2 separate regions of the Mus musculus genome follow, and region 2 is linked to region 1. The links are chromatin contacts, called in public HiChIP or PLAC-seq maps. All regions are on one chromosome and are shown on one strand. The core of a region is the stretch at or near the end of the contact, and the rest is flanking DNA. Distances in the headings are between cores, read along the strand shown.

The links. HiChIP or PLAC-seq counts read pairs in DNA pulled down with a chosen protein or histone mark.
Region 2: a contact with region 1 is called in an H3K4me3 HiChIP or PLAC-seq map of bone marrow-derived macrophages, with 3 times the contacts expected there. The contact joins the promoter of Ptpn7 here to the enhancer-like site in region 1. A contact is called at or near these places in 2 of 39 promoter capture datasets (the SN4741 cell line and second pharyngeal arch cranial neural crest), 3 of 484 Hi-C or Micro-C datasets (the G1E-ER4 cell line, LSK cells and natural killer cells) and 7 of 115 datasets of contacts at active chromatin or transcription factors (the 230-238 cell line, astrocytes, bone marrow-derived macrophages and 4 more).

The regions. Positions count from the first base shown.
Region 1 is chr1:134,418,755-134,421,708 of GRCm38.p6, forward strand. All of the region lies in intron 1 of Adipor1 (adiponectin receptor 1), which reads left to right. Among named protein-coding and RNA genes, the nearest start is that of Adipor1, 4.9 kb to the left of the region's middle. Within about 2 kb of position 1,572, at least 82 of the 459 cell types and tissues checked have an H3K27ac peak or open chromatin away from gene starts, as enhancers often do. A contact at or near this core is called in the G1E-ER4 cell line and bone marrow-derived macrophages, where this site is marked.
Region 2 is chr1:135,131,149-135,134,102 of GRCm38.p6, forward strand. Ptpn7 (protein tyrosine phosphatase, non-receptor type 7) reads left to right here and starts at 1,552. Exons shown (of 10, transcript NM_177081.4): 1 at 1,552-1,642; 2 at 2,602-2,775. The coding sequence starts at 2,654. It also overlaps the pseudogene Ptprv.

The DNA.
Region 1 (2,954 bases), core at 322-2,821:
TGACTCATTTTTCCCCAGTGGAGCAATGAAATCAACCTCCCTAACAGGCTGGGTAGAGGAGAAAATGGATCTTTGTCTGGAATGCTAGGCTGCTCTGTAGAATAATGAGAGCCAAGCTGCATAGATAGACCCCAACTCACCCACCCTCTTAAAAGGCCCGGAACCTTAGGTCAGATCTCCTAGAAGCTCTGCCTTAGACTCCAGGGAAAGTATGTGTCATAGCCTGGAAAACTTGGAAACTGCTTCAGAGAATAAATTATCTTCAGAATCTCTAAGGGCAACTCTCCAGCTAATTGGCTGGTGATTAAAACTCAACTTTTTCTCCAAGTTTAGTGCGGGATTATCTTATTTGTAGGAACACAAACGCCTCTCCTTCTCCACGGCTTTAGTCTATAACAGCTTACATTTATCCAGTTGGGAAGCTTAGTGGTAAAAGTTTATTAGCTTGAGTGGAAGAAATCCCAGCAAAAATGCCCTCTTGGGTTTGGCCCAGTCATAATTTGCTGTGCTGGGTGTGGCCCATTTGAGAGGAAAGGTGTTTCCTCTAAAATGCATAAGGGTTTAGAGGCAGACACACAGTGGGATTCCAGAGTCTCTTGGAATCAGTCTCACACCTTAGGGCTTTGTGTTGATTTAAATTAAGAGCCTAAGATGCTTGCAATTTCCTGTTGGTGAGTGGTCCATGCTATAGGAGCAATGGTTTCAGGGCCCAGTGTTACTGCTCTCTCCTCTGCCAGACCTCAGATCCCTCCCTCTTCCTTTCCTGTCTCAACTTTTCGTGGTCAATTAGAGAAACAAGCAAAAATACTAGCTTGGATTGTGTCTGATCTTTGTACTCTTATTGTACAACCTGAAGTTTGTGCTATCCTTGTGCCTCTGGTGGAATGTGTAAACAGCACCCAGTGAATTAAATGTGTGACCATTCTGCTTAGAGTTCTCTTCCTACACTGCCTTGCTGGAGCAGTGAGATCATGTCACAAGTTAACTTACCCATCTAGTTATACCAAAGACAGGGACAGAACTTGTTCAACTTCTGTTTTGCACAGGACCTTATAGAACTAACTGCATTCATTATGTATTCAGTGAGTGAATTGGCTTACTCTGGAGGAAAGGATAAGAGATAGCTCCATGGTAGAAAGAAAAGGGCCCCAACCTTGACCAGTGGTATGGTGGTAAATCATGCTTGCTGGCTGGCACGTGGCCCAGTCAGTCACTTTGAAATACGGATTCAGACCAAAACTTTTGATCTGCATCGTTTAGGATGCATGTACTATTGTGCTCCAGAACTCGAATGCCTGTGTGTAGTCTCTCTCCTGTTGCCTGCTTTAGTAACTAGAGGTTTAGTGTTCCCTTCTTTTCAGACTTCTCAAAGATGACCAAAGCTCTTTGTTTGCTTGTTTGTTTGTCTGGGAGCTGTTTATTCAGTAAGACTTCCCTTTGAGGAAGGATGTTTTGAGGTCAGCTGTTAAGATTTCCCAATACTGCTTCTCACATGAGTTGCTTATCCGCTGGGCTTCCCAGGGGCCTCCAGTTTCCTGTTCTTGAGCTCAAGTGTTGATTGTGACTGTGTGTGTTAACAAATGTCTTGTCCCAGGCTTGTGCACTAAAAGGAGGAGGAACTGTCTGTGTTGACATAAAGGTATATTGGGTAATGAGTTATTGTTTGTGTCTCTCTGGAGTCTAGATTTGACTCTTTGAGCTGTGTGTGTGTGTGTGTGTGTGTGTGTGTGTGTGTGTGTGCGTGTGTGTGTGTGTGTGCGCGTGTTTGTGCAGGAATGCATATGAAGCAGAGGATGATGCATGGCTTGTATGAGGATTGCCTTCACCTCAGGGCAGATTAAGATATTAGTCAGGCATCTCCAGAGCCAACAGAAGGCAGGCAGGCAGGCAGATAGGTATGAGCATTTGTTCAGGGAATTAGCCACAAGAATGTGGAGATTAACTCCCAAAATGGACCATCTACAGGCTAGAGAACTAGGGAAGTCATTGGCATAATTACCAACTGAAGGCTGAAAGGTGCTAACCTTAGAGTCCAAAGGCCAGAGATCCTAGAGTTCTGAACAGCTACAAGAGGATTTTATCATTTGTTTGTTTGAGGCAGGGTATCACTGTGTAGCTCTGGCTGGCCCAGAACTTCCTATGTAAACTAGGCTGGTCTTGAACTCACCAAGATCCACCTGCCTCTGCCTCCTGAGTGCTGGATTAAATAAAGTTGCATTACCACCATACCCTCAAAGTTCCCTCTTCTTCTGTTTCATTCTACCTGTGGGGTAGCCAGTTAGATAATGCTCACTCATGGGTGAGAGCATATCCTCTTCTCTCGGGTCACTAAATCAAATGCCAGCCTCTTCCTGAAACCCCACACCCCCGAGAATGCTTTACCAACTATCTGGACGCCCCTTAATCCAGTCACTGATCCCTAAGATTAACCATAACCTACATATACCTAATTATAATCCCTGAGAGGGAATTGAGATTACTCTTGGGTAAAAACTAGTCCAGATGCCAAAGATGTTTGTTTACATAGTGAGCTGCCATGGGTGAAGCAGTGTCTCTCCAGGGAATAGTCATGTTTACTTCCCACCATGAAGGAGGCAGTCTCCCAAGTTTAAATGTCTCTCTCATCATATAACCCACGGTGCTGTCTTTGGGTTGCCCTGTGGTATTCTTCTGGCTCGGGGTGTTGCTATGAAGTAACAAAGCCCTGCCTCTGGAAGGAAGAAGACTTAGAAATACCACATAGAAGTCTTAGGAAACTTTGCTTTGCTTTATTCTTCTCTGAAGCCTAATTTGAAAATATTACATTAAAAAGGCCAGTGCAGAAAATCCTACAATGTTTGAGAATGTGCTGGGAGTCTGAATTCTGATTCTTCCTTAAGGATCGTGCATGACTGTGTCTAGTTTATACAAAGTATTTTGAGTGGGGCTTAGATTTATGGGCTGTGGTGGTTGGG
Region 2 (2,954 bases), core at 302-2,801, 710 kb after region 1:
CTAACACTGTGAACTGAGGATGCTAGGCAGACCGGTGGGGGAGGGCTTTGCCTACTTCCTTCTCCCCGCCCCTGTGGTATCCTCACTTCCTTTTCTTGATCCTAATCAACAGCTGGCCCCAGGGCGGGTGGCTCTCTTTCCACTCTGCTCCCACTCCCTCCACTATCTGCCAGGGCAGACGCTCCTGTGGGGAGGTCCAGGCAGAGCCCAGTCTCCCTGTCCCTGTGCTCGGGTGTGCAGGGATTCCCAGGCTCCTGCTGCTGTCATCTCATCCTGGCATCAGGGCCAACCACTTCCCAACTCCACTGAGCTTCCCCCTCAGGAAATCCCACCTAGTCCTCTCAGGAGAGCAGGCACAGAGAAAAGGGAGCCAGAACCAACCAACCAGCCATGGAGAGGCTGGGAGAACCACCCTCTGACTTACAGCCAAGAACAAAGACAGGTGCCCCAAGCCCTAGGACTTCAAAGGCTCTTCCTGGTCCTCCCCTCCTCCCCGTGGGCCAGAGAAGGGCAGCCCCTCCCCCCCCCTCAGGTGCCATCCCTGTGCTTACTGCACAGCAGCTCTTTTTCGGTGTCACCCGTTTGACAGTTGAATCGGAGAAGTGGGAGGAAGAGAGAGAGGATGTGGAATTCAAGCAGTGGGGCCCAGGAACGCTTTGGGGAACATTACAGAGTGAAGGAGTCTTGCAAGCAAGCATGAACCACGAACCAGTTGGGCTGAGGGCCAGCGAATGGCCTAGCAAAGCCAGGCGGGGGTAGGGGGTGTGTGGAGTTCTAGACTTGGGGACTGCTCCCTTTCCACACCCCAAGCATCCAAGTGGCCCCCTGGTGAAGAGGACCTGGGAAGTCTCTGATGTGAGGGTCACAGCCTTCACCTATCTGTAAGTCTTCAGAGGAGATACAGGGTTCTAAGACACTCCCAGAGGGGTAGTCTGAGGGGCTGCTATGGAAGCCACCCCAGAGTCCTCTCCAGTTAAGCTCTGATACTTGTTCTCTGGTGACAAGCCTATGTCTGCAGGCTGAGGGGCCAGGGAGTTGGAAAGAAGCTTTCCTGCCTAGCCCTGGCCTCTCCTTCCTGTACAGAGCAAGGACTCCTGCCTCCTCTTCCCTGCCACCCCCTATGGCACCTCTGTGACACATCTGCTCTGTTTGGGGGTCTGGGTTTGGCCCTGAATTCCCAGGCTTTGAAGCAACAAAGCTTACAGGGGCAGAAGCTGAGAAGTGGAAATAAGTCTCTAGCCAAGGTCACAACCAGAAGAGCAGCAGAAGGTTCCCCATGGCTATCAAGGAAGAGGTGGGGGTGGGGGACAGCACTTGATGAGGACCCAGAGGAGGAGGCCCGAGGTGGTCAGGGAAGGCCTCATCTCTCGCCGCTTCCCAGAGCCTTGGCATCCAGTGAGGGTGGCGGGACAGCAGCCGCTTGCTCTTAGAGGGCACAGGAAGGATGCACCCGACCCCTGGTGGCAGCTTGTGGCAGGCACAGAAGGGCAGCCCGCAGTTGGGTGTGCGTGGGTGGAAGCCAGGAGGGGCGGAGGGAGGAAGCTGGCTTCCTGAAACCTCTCAGTCCTCAAAGATAGACGGACTGACAGACAGCTGGCAAGAGGCAGCCTGGGGGACATAGCTTCTTCAGTAAGTACTTGAAGTGAGTACAGACATCCTATGGCCCTGGGGTGGGATGGGGGGCTCCAAGGATGGGTTGAAGAAGCATTGAGTTTGGGGCTCCCATGCCTGGCCAGGGCATGAGAAGTGACATATCTGGTGTCCCTGTGACTGGAGGGCTAAGAAGCCACACAGAGTGCCAGGAGAGGAGAGGCTAAAGGCCCCTTCCTGTTGTGGGCAAGTACTGTCCCAGCCACACCTGCATGGGCCCACACTGCTCCCAAAGCTCTGTCCCCATGGGTTAGCGACTCTAACCCCACCACCACGTCACCCATGCCTTAGCTCTGAGAGACAGGGGCTGCCCCCAAAAGGTGATGCCCTCATCACCTCTATGCCCCCTCTCTCTTGTACCCCCAGCTGTAGCCTCACCATGCGCTGGCGCTCTAGGGTTTGATGAGGCCATTTCCTGTGACGGTTGCAGAGGCGGGAGACTGGGGGATGGGAAGGAGGAGGGAGGAAACACCCCTGGGCTACCGCCCTAGACAGAGACCCCAGGAGCCACAACTGATCTTGGAGTGGAACTGCCGACAATGAGAAGACCCTTCTAGAAGTTGGAGCGTGCCTGGATCCCTGACTGGATCCAGTGCTTCTCAAGGCCTCCATTTCTCATTATAGAGAAGCCTGCTAGCTGGCTAGACTCAGAGAGCTGTATGCTTTCTCCCTTTCCTTCTGTGTGGTTAGCAGGCTGTTGGCCTCATGCAGACCCCAGCTTAGAGCCCTGTGGACTTGGGTATCCTCTCTCTTCCTCCTTCTGGATTCCTTCCTATCTTCCCCATACCTGTATTCTCTCTAGTACCTTCCTTCTACTCTAACCCCTAACTGTCCTCTATCCTGCATCCCAACAGAGAGCTGTTGGGCCGCTTGCTTGAGGGAATAGCTGGCTGGCCTGGACTAGAAGCCTTCTTCTAGCTAATGAGGCCTTCGCGGGACCTTGTCTTTCAGGCATGCCTCATGGCTGAATGAGCCTCCCTTGGGCCCAGCAACCTACCCCAGCATGGTCCAGGCCTGTGAGGGGCGCTCCAGAGCACAGCTGCCGACCTTGTCTTTGGGGGCAGACATGACTCAGCCTCCACCCACCAAAGCTCCAGCCAAGAAGCATGTGCGGCTGCAGGAGAGGTGAGATCTTTCACAGGGAGGATCTTCCTAGGCCTGGATCACCGTCCCTTCCCTTCCTTCTTTCCTGTCCAGTTCTAACAACTGAATCCACAAGGCCTGGAAAAACCAAACCAAATAATGCTCATTTGAAGGTTGCTCGCCCATTCCTTGTATGGCAGAGGCACCAAGTTTCTCGTCAT